2 separate regions of the Mus musculus genome follow, and region 1 is linked to region 2. A link is a contact called in public HiChIP or PLAC-seq data. All regions are on one chromosome and are shown on one strand. The core of a region is the stretch at or near the end of the contact, and the rest is flanking DNA. Distances in the headings are between cores, read along the strand shown. Region 1 holds the start of Tcf12 (transcription factor 12). Region 2 overlaps Tcf12 (transcription factor 12).

The links. HiChIP or PLAC-seq counts read pairs in DNA pulled down with a chosen protein or histone mark.
Region 1: an H3K4me3 HiChIP or PLAC-seq map of the SCID.adh cell line shows a contact between it and region 2, with 32 read pairs. The contact joins the promoter of Tcf12 here to the enhancer-like site in region 2. A contact is called at or near these places in 5 of 39 promoter capture datasets (the 3T3-L1 cell line, 3T3-L1-derived adipocytes, cranial neural crest and 2 more), 1 of 15 datasets of contacts at CTCF or cohesin (CD8 T cells), 3 of 484 Hi-C or Micro-C datasets (Th1 cells, embryonic stem cells and muscle stem cells), 8 of 115 datasets of contacts at active chromatin or transcription factors (CD8 T cells, the SCID.adh cell line, bone marrow-derived macrophages and 4 more) and 3 of 9 other capture datasets (adipose tissue, liver and pancreatic islet).

What each region holds. Positions count from the first base shown.
Region 1 is chr9:72,108,616-72,115,504 of GRCm38.p6, forward strand. Tcf12 (transcription factor 12) reads right to left here and starts at 3,204. Exons shown (of 21, transcript NM_011544.3): 1 at 2,961-3,204; 2 at 2,123-2,219; 3 at 1,061-1,133. The coding sequence starts at 2,197.
Region 2 is chr9:72,072,855-72,079,544 of GRCm38.p6, forward strand. All of the region lies in intron 3 of Tcf12 (transcription factor 12), which reads right to left. Among named protein-coding and RNA genes, the nearest start is that of Tcf12, 36 kb to the right of the region's middle. Within about 2 kb of position 3,502, at least 34 of the 459 cell types and tissues checked have an H3K27ac peak or open chromatin away from gene starts, as enhancers often do. A contact at or near this core is called in embryonic fibroblasts, where this site is marked.

The sequences.
Region 1 (6,889 bases), core at 1,954-4,453, 35 kb after region 2:
CATAGTTAAAAATGGAGTTCAGCTAAACTGATGTGTGATTTTCAACAGAAACATTTTTCTAAACATGAAGTAGAAGTAGAATAAAATGTTAAGCCAGTTATAAAATTAAGCTAATTTCCAGGCTTTCTGCTCTCACAGCCCTCTGGAAAGCAGCTATGATTTTGCTAGGGTAAACGAGAAGCACTGCTCTAGTGAGCAGTGACTGAGCGGCTCCTGCCCAGACACACTACAGCCAGTTTTCTCAGGACCATGCTCTCAATGCTCTTCTCCCCATCTCTTGGACACTGAAGAATAAGTTGAAATGAAACAAATTAAACTTCTGTATCCCTGCTCTGGAATACTTACTTTTAAATTGTAAGTTTTTTTTTTTAAAGTGGGACACTATTTAGTAATATGACATAGTTTACCAAAAGCAAGCAAATTTAACATTAATAATATTGCTTAGGAATCTAACTTTAAAAAATATCCTAATATAATTTGATTACAGGACAAAAATTTGGCCCTATGTCATTTAAAATAAGACCTTATTTTAATATAGAATTATCATTTTAAATTAATATCCACAAAATTACTTATTTCCTACAGTGTAAAACCCATTTTTTAAAATAAATACAACTTATTAATTATTGTTTGACTCAATTCTACTTTTTATGCACATAGATTAAACAATACTTTTATCCATTTTAGAGCCTAGGATTTAATAACACTAATGATCTGAAGATATATTAAATGTCTGCATATATAAAAGGAACACCCGTGAACCACAAAGCTTTCTTCAAGCACTTTTCTAAATACAGTCATGACACAATCCATCATGCTCAAGACAATTTTCAATCTTAACATTCACAAAAAGAGCAACTTTAAGTCCATGCTAAAATTCTTTAAAACATCCAAGCAATCTTCAGAACAACTCTCCAAGTTTGAGGCGCTAGTAGTTTATAATTGTAACCGGACAGTGTAAAAAAATGGTGTGGCAGGCACTAAAATGCTTTATAGACTTTTCTACTAAAATATGTCAGTGCTCTGAAATAGAAATTTCTGATTTTCAACATCGTCTTACCTGACCCGCTGAACTGACTACTTCCCAGTGTTGTTGGTCTCGTTTTCCCACTATTAACAGGTGGAGAAAACATCTGCAAAATAACCCAAATGTACCTATTAATCTTAAAATTCTTCTATATTCCTTGCAAAGAAAAGTTCACCAAGTGTCATCAATTAGGTTCCTAATTTTCATAGAGAATTTGAAATAAAAATGGAAGACCCATTCAGACCAAGGCTGGCAATAACAAGTGATATTATTTACTAATATTGCTTGAGAGAACCGGTGACATTTGCTATGAAAACCCAGCCACAGGCAAGATTACAAGATAATTAAGTTTAAACAGTAAATTTTTACCCATGATCTTCACTTTGGCCCTAAGTGATTCTCATTACATTAACATTACTTAATAAGCACTTGCAATCAGAATCATGTCCGATGAAATTACCACATACAGGAAAGATAATAACAGTTCTAATACAGCAGGTATTGGCCCTGCCTTCTAGGAGCAGTTAACGTTGAAATTCAATCCATTAGTAAGAAATAAGGGCAATGGGCTCTATAGCTTCACCTTTTATTTTTAAATCATTTTCCATATTACATATGCAGACGGCATATGTATACTTAAAGCAGTCAGCTCACAAGGCTGGGAATTCTAGCGCTGGGGTTGGCTTTTTTGAAGCTGGCATCTCTCAGGTACCACAGGCTAAATGAAGTCGTGGGGAGGGAAATGCTGAGAAGTCTTCAGGAAAAAAAATATTTTTTTTCTTTCATATAAAGTCTAAAATCTCTAATAATTATCAGAAGGGAGTGACTCAACCAGAGCTCATGATTACATTGTTCTTCTTTTAACTAGTTAAATCAAATGACCCCTCTGGCATTAAAGTTTGAAATCTGCAAGTCTAGACATTACATCAAAGTTCAGGTGTCCAACTTGGGGGAGCTGGACTCCAGCCCTGAGAACTAGCGCTGAAAAGCAGATGGAGTTGCCCGCTGCCATGTCGCTTTCCCCCCTTTTCTCTCTTGCTCCCGATCTCGGGAAACCTCAGCAGAACCCCAAGATGCGGAGGAAAGCTCTCATACCGCACTGAAGTCCAGCAGGTCGCTCAGCTCCTTGTCGGTCCCTATCGCGGCCATGCGCTGCTGCTGGGGATTCATCTTCAGCCACTTCTAGCAGGTCCTAAGGCAGAGAAGACAGGCTGAGCCGCGGACACCCGGACGCTCGACGTGAGAAGGAGAGAGAGGGAGAGAGAGAGAGAGAGAGAGAGAGAGAGAGAGAGAGAGAGAGAGAGAGAGAGAGAGAGAGAGGCAGCGCTCGGGGTGGGGGGCGCCGAGCGACACGCCAGATCCCCACGCATACCCGAAGGACAGTGACGGAAGCCGCTCCGACACGGGAGCCCACGCGTGGCTCCGTGGCTCCCGCAAGTTTCCAAGGTGGCTCGGCTTCGGGGTGCCCCCGGGGAGGAGTACGGAGCGAGCCCGCGCCCAGCGAGGGAGCGAGAAAGCGGCGGCGACCCGGAGACCAAGTGACTCACTCGCTCAGCAACAATAGAGCTGACAAGTTGCGGGGAGCGCGCCGCTCGCAGGCCCGCGTCTGCGGCCCGGACGTCCCCAGCGGGGGTCCCCGGCTTGGTTGAGAGCGCCCCACGCGCGTCCGCGCCCCGCAAACTCCCGCCCGGCCTCCACCTCCCACTTGGGCCGCCCTGCCCCGGACTCGCGGAACAATGAGGCGGGCTCGGCGGCTCCCCGGCCCCGAGCGCCGAGCCCCGAGCGCCGCGCAGGCCGAGCGCCGCTGCCCGGGCCTGGACCCCGCAGCTCGCGCCTCCGCCCCGCCGCGCGCCGCAACTTGGACGCGGCCCCGGGCTCCGCGCCGTACAAAGGGACCTGAGTTCCGCACGTCCCGCCCGCCGCCCGCGGTTACCTGCCGCCCGGGCTCCGCATCCAACCTTCCCGATTAAAGTTCACTTTGGCCGGGAGCGCGGGCTCAGGCTTTCCCCCTCCCCACGCGCCGCCGGCGGCTGCGTTGCCTCGGGCCCCCGCGAGTGCTTGAGTCGGCGCGACTCGGGCGGCTCTCGGGCTTAGCCGCCCGTGGCTCCCCGGGCGGGCTGGCTGTCCCCCCGATAGAACTTGTGGGTCTCCTCAGGCGGACATTTTTTTTTTTTTCCGCTGAGGCGGCCTCAGCACCGAGCTCCGCTCGCCTCCGGATCCCTCCGCGCCTCAAGCGCGTCGGCTTAACCCCTCGCTGCCCGGCGCGCTCCCGCCTCCCGCGCCGAGGAAGTGGGACCGCGGAGGGGGCGGGGAGGCACGGGGCGGGGCGGAGCGGCGGACGGACAAAGCCCACGGCGGGCGGCGGCCGTCTCCTCAAGCTCACTGCGCCCCGAAGTGCCGCGACGGGGACGCAGCTGGGCAGCATCTGGATCTGCCACCCGCAGCCATTCCGGAGCTCAGCCACGCCGGACGCGGGAGGCGAGGCCGGCTGTGGAGCCGCAGCTGTGGTGGGCGGACTCTGTGGGAAAAGCGCAAAGCCCCTCACGCCGCGCTCATCAGCTTGCTCACCTGAGCGTGCCGTCCCACCTGAGCCCCGCGCTGCAACACCAAGTTCTGGGAAAGGATTGCGCCTGGCCTTTGCTGTAACCAGAGAGACAGCCCCAGGAAGTTAAGTCTTGATGAGCAAGTTCCGAACTTGGCCTGAAGAAGCCCCAAAGAAAAAGGGGAAAAATTCGGCCTTGGAAGTTAAGGTTTACTTGAGGGGAAGCTAAGGTGATTGTGTTGAGGTCTGCGAGCACAGAGAAGACCAGCCAGGCCCAAGCAGAAGAAACACTCGAGACAAGCATCCAAAGAAACGAATTGAAGACAGTGGCCAACTCTTGAGTATCCTGACTGTAAGAAGGAGCCGTTGGCCTCAGAAGTTCATATAAAGAAGATAGTTAAATGTGCCATTGCTGTACTTACTGCAACCAGAGCTGTCCAACCAGAGAAGCAAATTAAGGTTTATATGTGGGACCTCCGTATAGACCATTCCAGAACTAATGGTAGCCTACTCACCCCCAAAGCCAGTCCCACTTAGGTACATACATGCTTTGGCAACTTGTGGAGTGTGTCTCCATCCTAAACAAAGTAGCATGATTTCACCTAAAAAATGATAACGATCCCGTTTCCAACTAAGACTAGCGGATGGTTAACCCACATACAAATAGGCAATTTGCTGAAGTCTTTGAGAACATTTTTGCAAATGCTATAAAAAAAAAAAATGAATGTCATCTTCCAAACTCAAGATCTAGCCAGAGTAAATCAAACAGACAAGAAGAAAGTCTTCGCAAGGAGAGATCTGATCTTTGATGATGTTTCCAATATAAATCAAACAGTTCTGAGCCAAGTCTAGCATCATTGATTAAATGAACAGGGTTTGGTTATCCGTAATTTGGTGTATACAAAAGTGAGGCAAAAAGCAGTCACAGAACAACCAGGAAATTTGATTAGGTAACTGGTAAAGCCATATTTCTGTGGTACAATCTCTAGGGAAGATGCTGAGGTTTGGTCTTCTGCTATGCATTGTAATACTAACTACTGGCCTGGTTGCCCCCAGGGATGAGAGAATCTGCACTTAGGTAACCTTGTCCCCAAGTTATCCCTGATTGGTGAATAAAGATACCCACTGCCTATGAGCAGAAGAGAGATAGGCAGAGTTTTGGTTCTTGGGCTTGGGGTTCCCAGTCAGGAACCAGGAGGAGAGGGTAGTAGGTAGAGAGAAGAGAGCACACCATGGGGTAGGTGAATCATGAAAACATGGCCATGAGAGCTGGCCACTTGGAGTTAAGGACAGCCAGATGAAATGTGGCAAGTTACAACTCGGGGTTATTGATAGGGAAGTAGACATAATAGCTTAGAAGGTAGATATCTGACCAGATCTAGTACATTAAAGGGTCATTATAAATATAAAAGTTGTGTGTCTTTTGTCTGAGAATTGAATGATCAAAAGCAGAGTAGAAACCCCTGATTGAGATAAATAATTACTACAAGAAGAAGGGGTGGCATGAAACCATGCGAGATGTATGCTGTTTCCAAGGCAAAGGAGAGGCAGCTTATACTGCTCACACAGCTATTTTAGAGGACATCAGAGGATTCACTTTGAAAGTCTGACTGGGGAAGGTTTTCATATCTATTGTGGAAAATTCAATTTTATTTTGTGTGTTGTTTTGTCATTAGATTGTGAGTTCCTTGTGGGTTGGTACTGATAAGCACCTAGCATTGTATCCAGGATACTAGACTTGATGGTAACCTGAATTTATTTCTTCTGTTTTAAGCTATATCAAGTCATTCTATTATAGTTACTTAATATGTAAATATATTTCTGTACATGTGGCTTTATTTAAAAGAGAGCTAGAATTTTGAAATTAGAGGATGAAATTTTTTATACTTTCAAATGGTATCTGTGTGTTTCTAAATAAAGAAATAATATTCCCATCAATAATGGGCCAAATCTATTCCTGAAAAATATGGAAGACTCAATATTGAAAGTGGAGCTTTAGGGCTGGGTATATTGCATAACCCAAAGTGGGTTGATTTGTTTCTTGGGTTTGAGGGTGGGGGTGGTTGTTGTTGTTGTTGTATAATTTTGGGGTTGGTTAGTTGGTTGGTTTTGTTTTTACTTTTGTTTTTTGTCTTGGCCCCACCTGAGTCCTATCCCTAGGAAGTACATGGTTGAAGGAGATACCAAATCCCAAAGTTGTCCTTGGACTTCTATGTACATTCTATAGTATGTTGTTCATGCACTAACACACATACACACAAAGTAAATAAATGTAAAAAATATTTAATCTGAACTTTATAGCACTTATTACATTATTTATTGAGTATGCTGGATAGAGCTAGAATTCTATTGAGAATATGAGAAAGAACTAGCAACAAAAATCCTGTTAATTAACAGTAAGTACTAAGTTAATATCAATAAGTAAATATTGAAAAAATATTTAGCACACATTTCTTACATGGTCAAGGTATGGTGTTAAATGCTTTTGGAACCAAAAGTCTAAAATCTACCTTGTCCTCAACAAGATTGTCATTCAAAAGCTTTGCTGTCCTACTGTAGCTTGCCATGAGCAGACACTGAAATTCTATCAGCATGGCTTCCATCTCGCTCTGCACAGAAACACATATATGTTTAATAAACAAGTTATCCTGACAAACATTCATAATCAAAAGAAAAGCTTCTAAAGCAGTGGGCTTTTTTGTTTCCTTGGGAAATTAACTTGACCTTGGCCCCTTTTTAAAAGATGAATGTTCTAGAAAGCTCAGAGGAGAAGAAAGAGAAAAGAGCTACTCAAGTCAAGCTAGAAGTGGGTATAACAAATTGCTATTAGACAAAGTGACTGGTCTCCTAGTATTACTAAGATGCAGGGTTTGTGCTTAACAACTCTTCTTTCTATCTGCTCCATGGGGGAGCAGCTGACCCCTTAAGCAAACAGAAACAATTTTATGTAACAATTTATTAAGTCATACCTTTACTTCATGGCACTCCTACCATGGACCAACTGAAAACTGAGCTTGTTCAAGCTATTGTAACATGGAGTATACAAATCACCATCAATAAACTCATTATTTTCTATCAGAATCTCCCCGATTCCTGAGAATTTGTAATGAACACTTTATCTTCTCTTTGAATGCCAATAAGTTAAAATAGTTATCTATTCCTTCCTAGGATCACTTATACTCATTTAAATAATCGGATTGCCTTGTACAAATGTTATATTCAGGTTTCAGGAAAAAGTGAGTTGGGTGATGTCATGATTTGAATCCATAGACTCCTTTTTGAATGTTTGCCCTATAAGGAGTGGCACTATTAGAAGGTAG
Region 2 (6,690 bases), core at 2,252-4,751:
AGACACAGGCTAAAATTGTTAAACATTTACAATTATCACACTGTTAGGTTGAGAGGTTATTACAGCAGGGACAATACATATTTTAACTGCTTATTAAACTTTAAGACATACAAAAATGAGCTAAATGACACCAATGGGAGGCAACTAAACAAATCTGCCTCTGTCAACATCCCCAAAACACAGGCATATGCAGTAAAACACACACACACACACAAAAAAAAAACCTAATGTCATTGTCATGAGCAGGAGACATGTCAGAGATAAACAGCTTTAGAGTGGTATTATTAAATGCCACAAGTCATCAAGGAATGCTTAAACAGAACAATTGCAAATGCGAACCTCAGAAAACTGACAACATAAATGTAAACAGCTCCCTCACACTCAAACGTGTTTGAGCAGTTGTTCTACAGCTGGAGGCACCACTTGGCAAAGTGTGTAGAACCTGACTGAGGTGGGGACTTTGGTAGAAGTGGATCACTGTGCCTTTAAGGGCTGACCCTGTGGTTCTCAGCTTCCTGATCTGTCAAGGTATGATGCATATGAACAAGAAGATGGCAGCTGATTCTGCCAAGATTCCACCACCTTGATGGAGTGGACCCTCCCAAAAGAGCCAATATAAATTCCTCACTTTGTTTCTCTTAGGAATTTTTGTCTCGGTAATGAAAAACGTGACTAATACAATGTTTAAGTTTTGGCAGCGGTATATATAAGATGAAAATCTGTTGGCATAGAAAAGCAGAAATTGGTAGCTTTCTGGAAATCAGTCTGGCGGTTCCTCAGAAAATTGGACATAGTACTACCGGAGGATCCCGCAATACCTCTCCTGGGCATATATCCAGAAGATGTTCCAACTGGTAAGAAGGACACATGCTCCACTATGTTCATAGCAGCCTTATTTATAATAGCCAGAAGCTGGAAAGAACCCAGATGCCTCTCAACAGAGGAATGGATACAGAAAATATGGTACATTTACACAATGGAGTACTACTGAGCTATTAAAAAGAATGAATTTATGAAATTTCTAGGCAAATGGATGGACCTGGAAGGCATCATCCTGAGAGAGGTAACCCAATCACAAAAGAACTCACACAATATATACTCACTGGTAAGTGGATATTAGCCCAGAAACTTAGAATAACCAAGATATAAGATATAATTTGCTAAACACATGAAACTCAAGAAGAACGAAGACCAAAGTGTGGATACTTTGCCCCTTCTTAGAATTGGGAACAAAACACCCATGGAAGGAGTTACAAAGACACAGTTTGGAGCTGAGACGAAAGGATGGACCATCTAGAGACTGCAACATCCGGGGATCCATCCCATAATCAGCTTCCAAACGCTGACACCATTGCATACACTAGCAAGATTTTGCTGAAAGGACCCAGATATAGCTGTCTCTTGTGAGACTATGCCGGGGCCTAGCAAACCCAGAAGTGGATGCTCGCAGTCAGCTATTGGATGGATCACAGGGCCCCCAACGGAGGAGCTAGAGAAAGTACACAAGGAGCTAAAGGGATCTGCAACCCTATAGGTGGAACAACAATATGAACTACCCAGTACTCCCCAGAGCTCGTGTCTCTAGCTGCATATGAACCAGAAGATGGCCTAGTCGGCCATCAGTGGAAAGAGAGGCCCATTGGTCATGCAAACACTATCTGCCTCAGTACAGGGGAATGCCAGGGCCAAGAAGTGGGAGTGGGTGGGTGGGGGAGCATGTGGGGAACTTTTGGGATAGCATTGGAAATGTAAATGAAATAAATACCTAATTAAAAAAAACAACAACAACAAAACAAAACAAATAAAACAAGTAAAGTAAGAGGGGTGGAGTAATCTTTAATCCCAGCACCTAGGAGACAGAGGCAAGTGAATCTCTGTGAGTTACAGGCCAGTCAAGAAATACTGAGATCCTGTCTTCAAAAAACAAAAACCAGATACTAAGTAGTATCTGGTAGTTATGTTAGTATAACAACAGTAGTATGTTATAATTCTGGTAAAGAAACACAAGTATACATACACATACATTTGAAAAGATATACACTAAAGCATTAATGGTGCCATCTTATATGAAGCAGGAACATGGTGGCTTAATCTTATCTTTGATATTTTCTAATTTGGGGTGTATGTGCTTGTTCCTGTGTCTGTCTGTAGCACATAATGTTTTTAAAATAGTGAAAATAAAATCTGAAAATACAAATGCTGTCTTCCAAATCACCACACGAACAGTTATATCCTGTCAATTGCCTTTCTGAAGAGCTGCCTTGGATGATGGCTATCTTAATGAAAGTGCCAATTAAAAACAAAGTAGGCACTCACCCTGACATCCCAGTGTAACTGAATATTTAATATGAAATGACTCCTGGCCAAAAGCATGTGCCTGCTTAACTAGGAAACAAAATTGTCATCATTTTCAGATACACTAACAAAATTAACTTCAAAGAAGCAAAGTGACTTCTATACAAAATATATAATTGAAAAGTTTAACTTTTTTGTTCATGTTCACACAAGTAACATATTTATTCTAGAGATTAATCACTTAAATATTATGACATTGCTGATATAAAGTTGTATTAGTACAGATTTTTCAACAGTGCAAAACTTTAAAATAAACCCAACTATTTACAAATAATGTATGTAAAGAAAACAGATAAAATTCTTGCTTCAAATATCTGTAGCAAAGTCCAATTGTAATTAAATTCAGAGAAACTTTAAAATACAGAAAAATGAAAGAATGAATACAAGCACCACCAAAAAGTCAAATATTCTATTACATGAGCAGTTTTAAAGGAGGCAATACAGCAGAAAACAAAACCAAAATTCTTATCTACATAAAAACAAAACAAGATCAGGTCTTAAGAAAAGATGATCATTCTAGGTGGAAGAACAGAAAAACAATCTTCATAAACTATGGGTCTGCTATACATTAGAACATCAGTGAATTATCAACCAATACAACCACAGTATTTTTGCTATTCATTCAAATTTTTATTCCAGACATGATTACCAAAAAGCTCCATGCCATTCTCCTTTTAAAGAATTACATTTATTTATTTATTTATTTACTTACTTACTTACTTACTAACTTATTTTATAAAACTGACTCAAAGCCACAAAGTTTGTCTGAGGGATGGACATACAGCTCTGAGCCCTTAAATGGTTCGACTATTAAGCCATCTGCTTACATCAGAATTACTTATCACTATAATAATACACTGCTGCTGCACATGGCTCCTGTTGCTCAGACTATGAACTCCTTAGAAACAACAATATACCTACTTTCTAGTCATCTACAAAGCATTGCTCTACAACATTGTATATTTATTTATAAGTACTCAAAAAAAGGGCTAGCTATTAATGAAAATGAAAGTAATGGAACCAATGGCACTGAGAACCCATTTAGCTATTTCTGAAGAATGCCTCCTGGTACAAAAGCCACTCACAGTCTGGTTGAATGAGCATACCTAAGCAATCATGTTTCTATTTGTTACAAATGAACACTTTCATAACCCCAGCAACTGGATGAGACATGCTTAGGTGATCATCCTGAAACTAGTCAAATCATTAAGTCATTAGTCACCAAATGCTTGAATGTTACAGTAAGAATGCTAACCCAGAAATGCTTCTTAGACTGGAGAATCTCTGTATTTGGTTGGACAAACTAAGACATTTTAAAAGTCTGAATAAAAAAGAGCAGGAATAAAAGGCAGACACATAAGTACCTTATCAAGAGACTGTAGGAACCTGAGAGATGGCTGAGCTGGTAAAGGAATGCTACACTAGCATGAAGAACCATAAATGTCTTTGACTGGTCACTGTTTTTCCTGTTGACATACTTTCCTACTCCCATTGCTACAGCTTATGTCTCCTAAAAACACTTCCAAATATGCTCACAACAGAATGCTTGCCTCTCCTACTTTCTGAGCATGTATGTATTTCCTCTATTATTCCCTGGCTCTCAGGAATGCAAGGTTCAAAGCAGCAAGCAAGCAATACTAAATGACTCAAGATAAAAGCTAAATCAATTCTTTAAAAAATTAGAGAGAGAGTCTAATTGGGAAGCTCAAAAAGTCAATGACAGGCAGCTGTGGTGGCAAACGTCTATATTCCCATCTCGGATTACAAGTCTGATATCAGACTGGGAAACTTAGCAAAATTTTGCTCAAAATAAAATTATTACTAAAAGGGTTAGGGTTAACTCAGTATATAAAAGAATAGATCAATTATAAAACACTTACCTAGCACACGGGGAGGGAGAGGAAGAAGAGGGAAGGGAAGCAGAGTGGTGAGGAGTAGAGGAGCAGGAAGACTAGGGGAGAGGGAAGGGAAAGGAGCAGAGAGAAATGGAAGAAGAAAGGAGGAAAGAAAGAAAAGTACAGATCAGTGAAAGAATTATTTTTAAAAAAAAATTCAAGAGAAATGAAAAAATCTGACATACAAAAAAAGAATTATATGACAATTTCAAGAAAAAAATTAGTGAAATCTAGGCATTCCTGACAATAAATTTTGATCCAGTATCAGCTGACCCTAAAGAGATTTTAGCATATACAGCATAAGAAAGTAAATTAAAATGCTATCACTAAAAAGTATTAGTCAAAGCAAACAAGACAACAATCAAAACTGAGTGACCGAAATAAAACATCACCCAACCAAACACTGCATATTCTTTTTAAGAGGCATTAATATATTAACAACCCAAGATGTAAGTCATGTTGTAAACTGCCTAGCTGTCCAATGAGGTGGCCTCCAGCCAAGTGTGCCTAGTCAAACAAAAATTTTAAATAATTAAAATTCAGTTCAGTCACATTAGTGACATTTCATGCACTCAACAGCAACATTTATTTGACAGACAGACTTTAAAACAGCTCTTCATCAATGGAAAAAGTCTATCAAGCAGTACTGGCCTATGTTTCCTGAAGGCCCAATGAAGCCTAAGGGAACACTATTCTTAATGGGAATAGACAACATATTTTATTTTTAATATTTAATTAGTATTGTTGGGTATTAAAAAGAAAAGGTTACTTAAATAAGCAAGAACTATAAGATTTCTAAACCACAACTGATTCCATTACTTGACTCCTAAACATAATTTTACCAAAACTAGTTTCATGTATTTAATTCTATAAGTAGGACCAATTTTTAAATATCTATTTGTATAATTTCAGTTACCATGGTTTTGATCAATATAAATAGTATAGCATATAAAGCAGCCACTTTTATTCAGAATTATTATCTATGAGTCAATGTTATTCACGTTAACAAACATAAGACTGAAGGTTCTCAAAAGTTTCTTTAAACAATGCCTTCTTTAAATCCATACACAAGTGGTCATGGCCAAATGGTAAAGGATCTCTATGTATCAAAGACAGACCTGAGTCATAAGGGTGCGCGGGATTTATTCTGTCATTCTCCTAATTACTAGGCAGTGATTATCATTGTGTTGTCCTTTCAGACCACAACAAACGATCATGGAGAAACTTATCAAGAAACATAGTCAATTCTCTGCCTCACCTGAAACTCCATAAATCAAAAACCCTAGTGACAGAGTGCCGCAGCCTCTGAGTAACCATGATGCACAAACTACTTAGACAATCTCTATACAGACATCCAGTAACAGCAAGCATGAAAGTAAGCACACACATGCAGCAGAAACTTCACTGACAGTTACCAATAAGCTTGGTTACTATTACCTATTGTTGAATTTTACAAACCAACCTCAATTACTCAAAAAAATTTTAGCAGCCAAGCAACACAAAACAACAAACTACAAAGTGTTCAAGTTTTTAATTGAGCACTTTTTTTAGAAACAGCAGTTTTTTAAAATATTTGTTTATTGAATGTCTTCAGACACACCAGAAGAGGGCATCCAATCCCATTACAGATGGTTGTGAGCCACCATGTGGTTGCTGGGATTTGAACTCAGGACCTCTGGAAGAGCAGCCAGTGCTCTTAAGCACTGAGCCATCTCTCCAGCCCTTAATTAACCATTTTTAATTGTGCTAATTTTTACCATTTTTCCTCTTCGCACCTTAGCCAGTTGGCTTTCTATGACAAATACTACATATTCTTTCCAAATTTTTCTAACAGTCATATTTTTGATGATTTATAGAAGCTTCTTATGGTTTAAATATCAAAGCTTGCACTTTGCTGTCAGATGGCAAAAGCTTTCCTACTTGGACAGTGATTCATAACATGATATAGCTTAGCTTTAAAATTACAAACATTCAGCCAAATAAGTAAGAACAAAATAAGGAACTTCATAAACTCATTACCTTGATTTAAAAACTGTTAGCATCTCGTTGTTATTCGTTTAAAACTTGTAAGAAACAAAATGTTCCTTAGGTTTTCCTAGGTTAAACTTTAATATTTTATGAAAAAATAAATAAAACAAATAGCTTTAACTATTGTCAACTCATGATCCTACATTTCATCTGTATCAGGAGTCAGCAAGTTTTTGTAGTGCTCCAGAAAGTATTATTTTAGGGCTTTCTGCAAAGTGTTTGTGCCCCAATTATGTATCTCCAACTCTGTATTACCAAAACCACAAGCCACATATAAACAAGCAGGCATGGCTGTGATCCAGTAAACCTTCACTTACAGAAACAGACTGTAAATTGTATGGGCTATTGTCCATGGTCTCTTCTTCAGAAGAGACCCTTCACTAAATCACTGATGACAACTTCAAATAGTGCT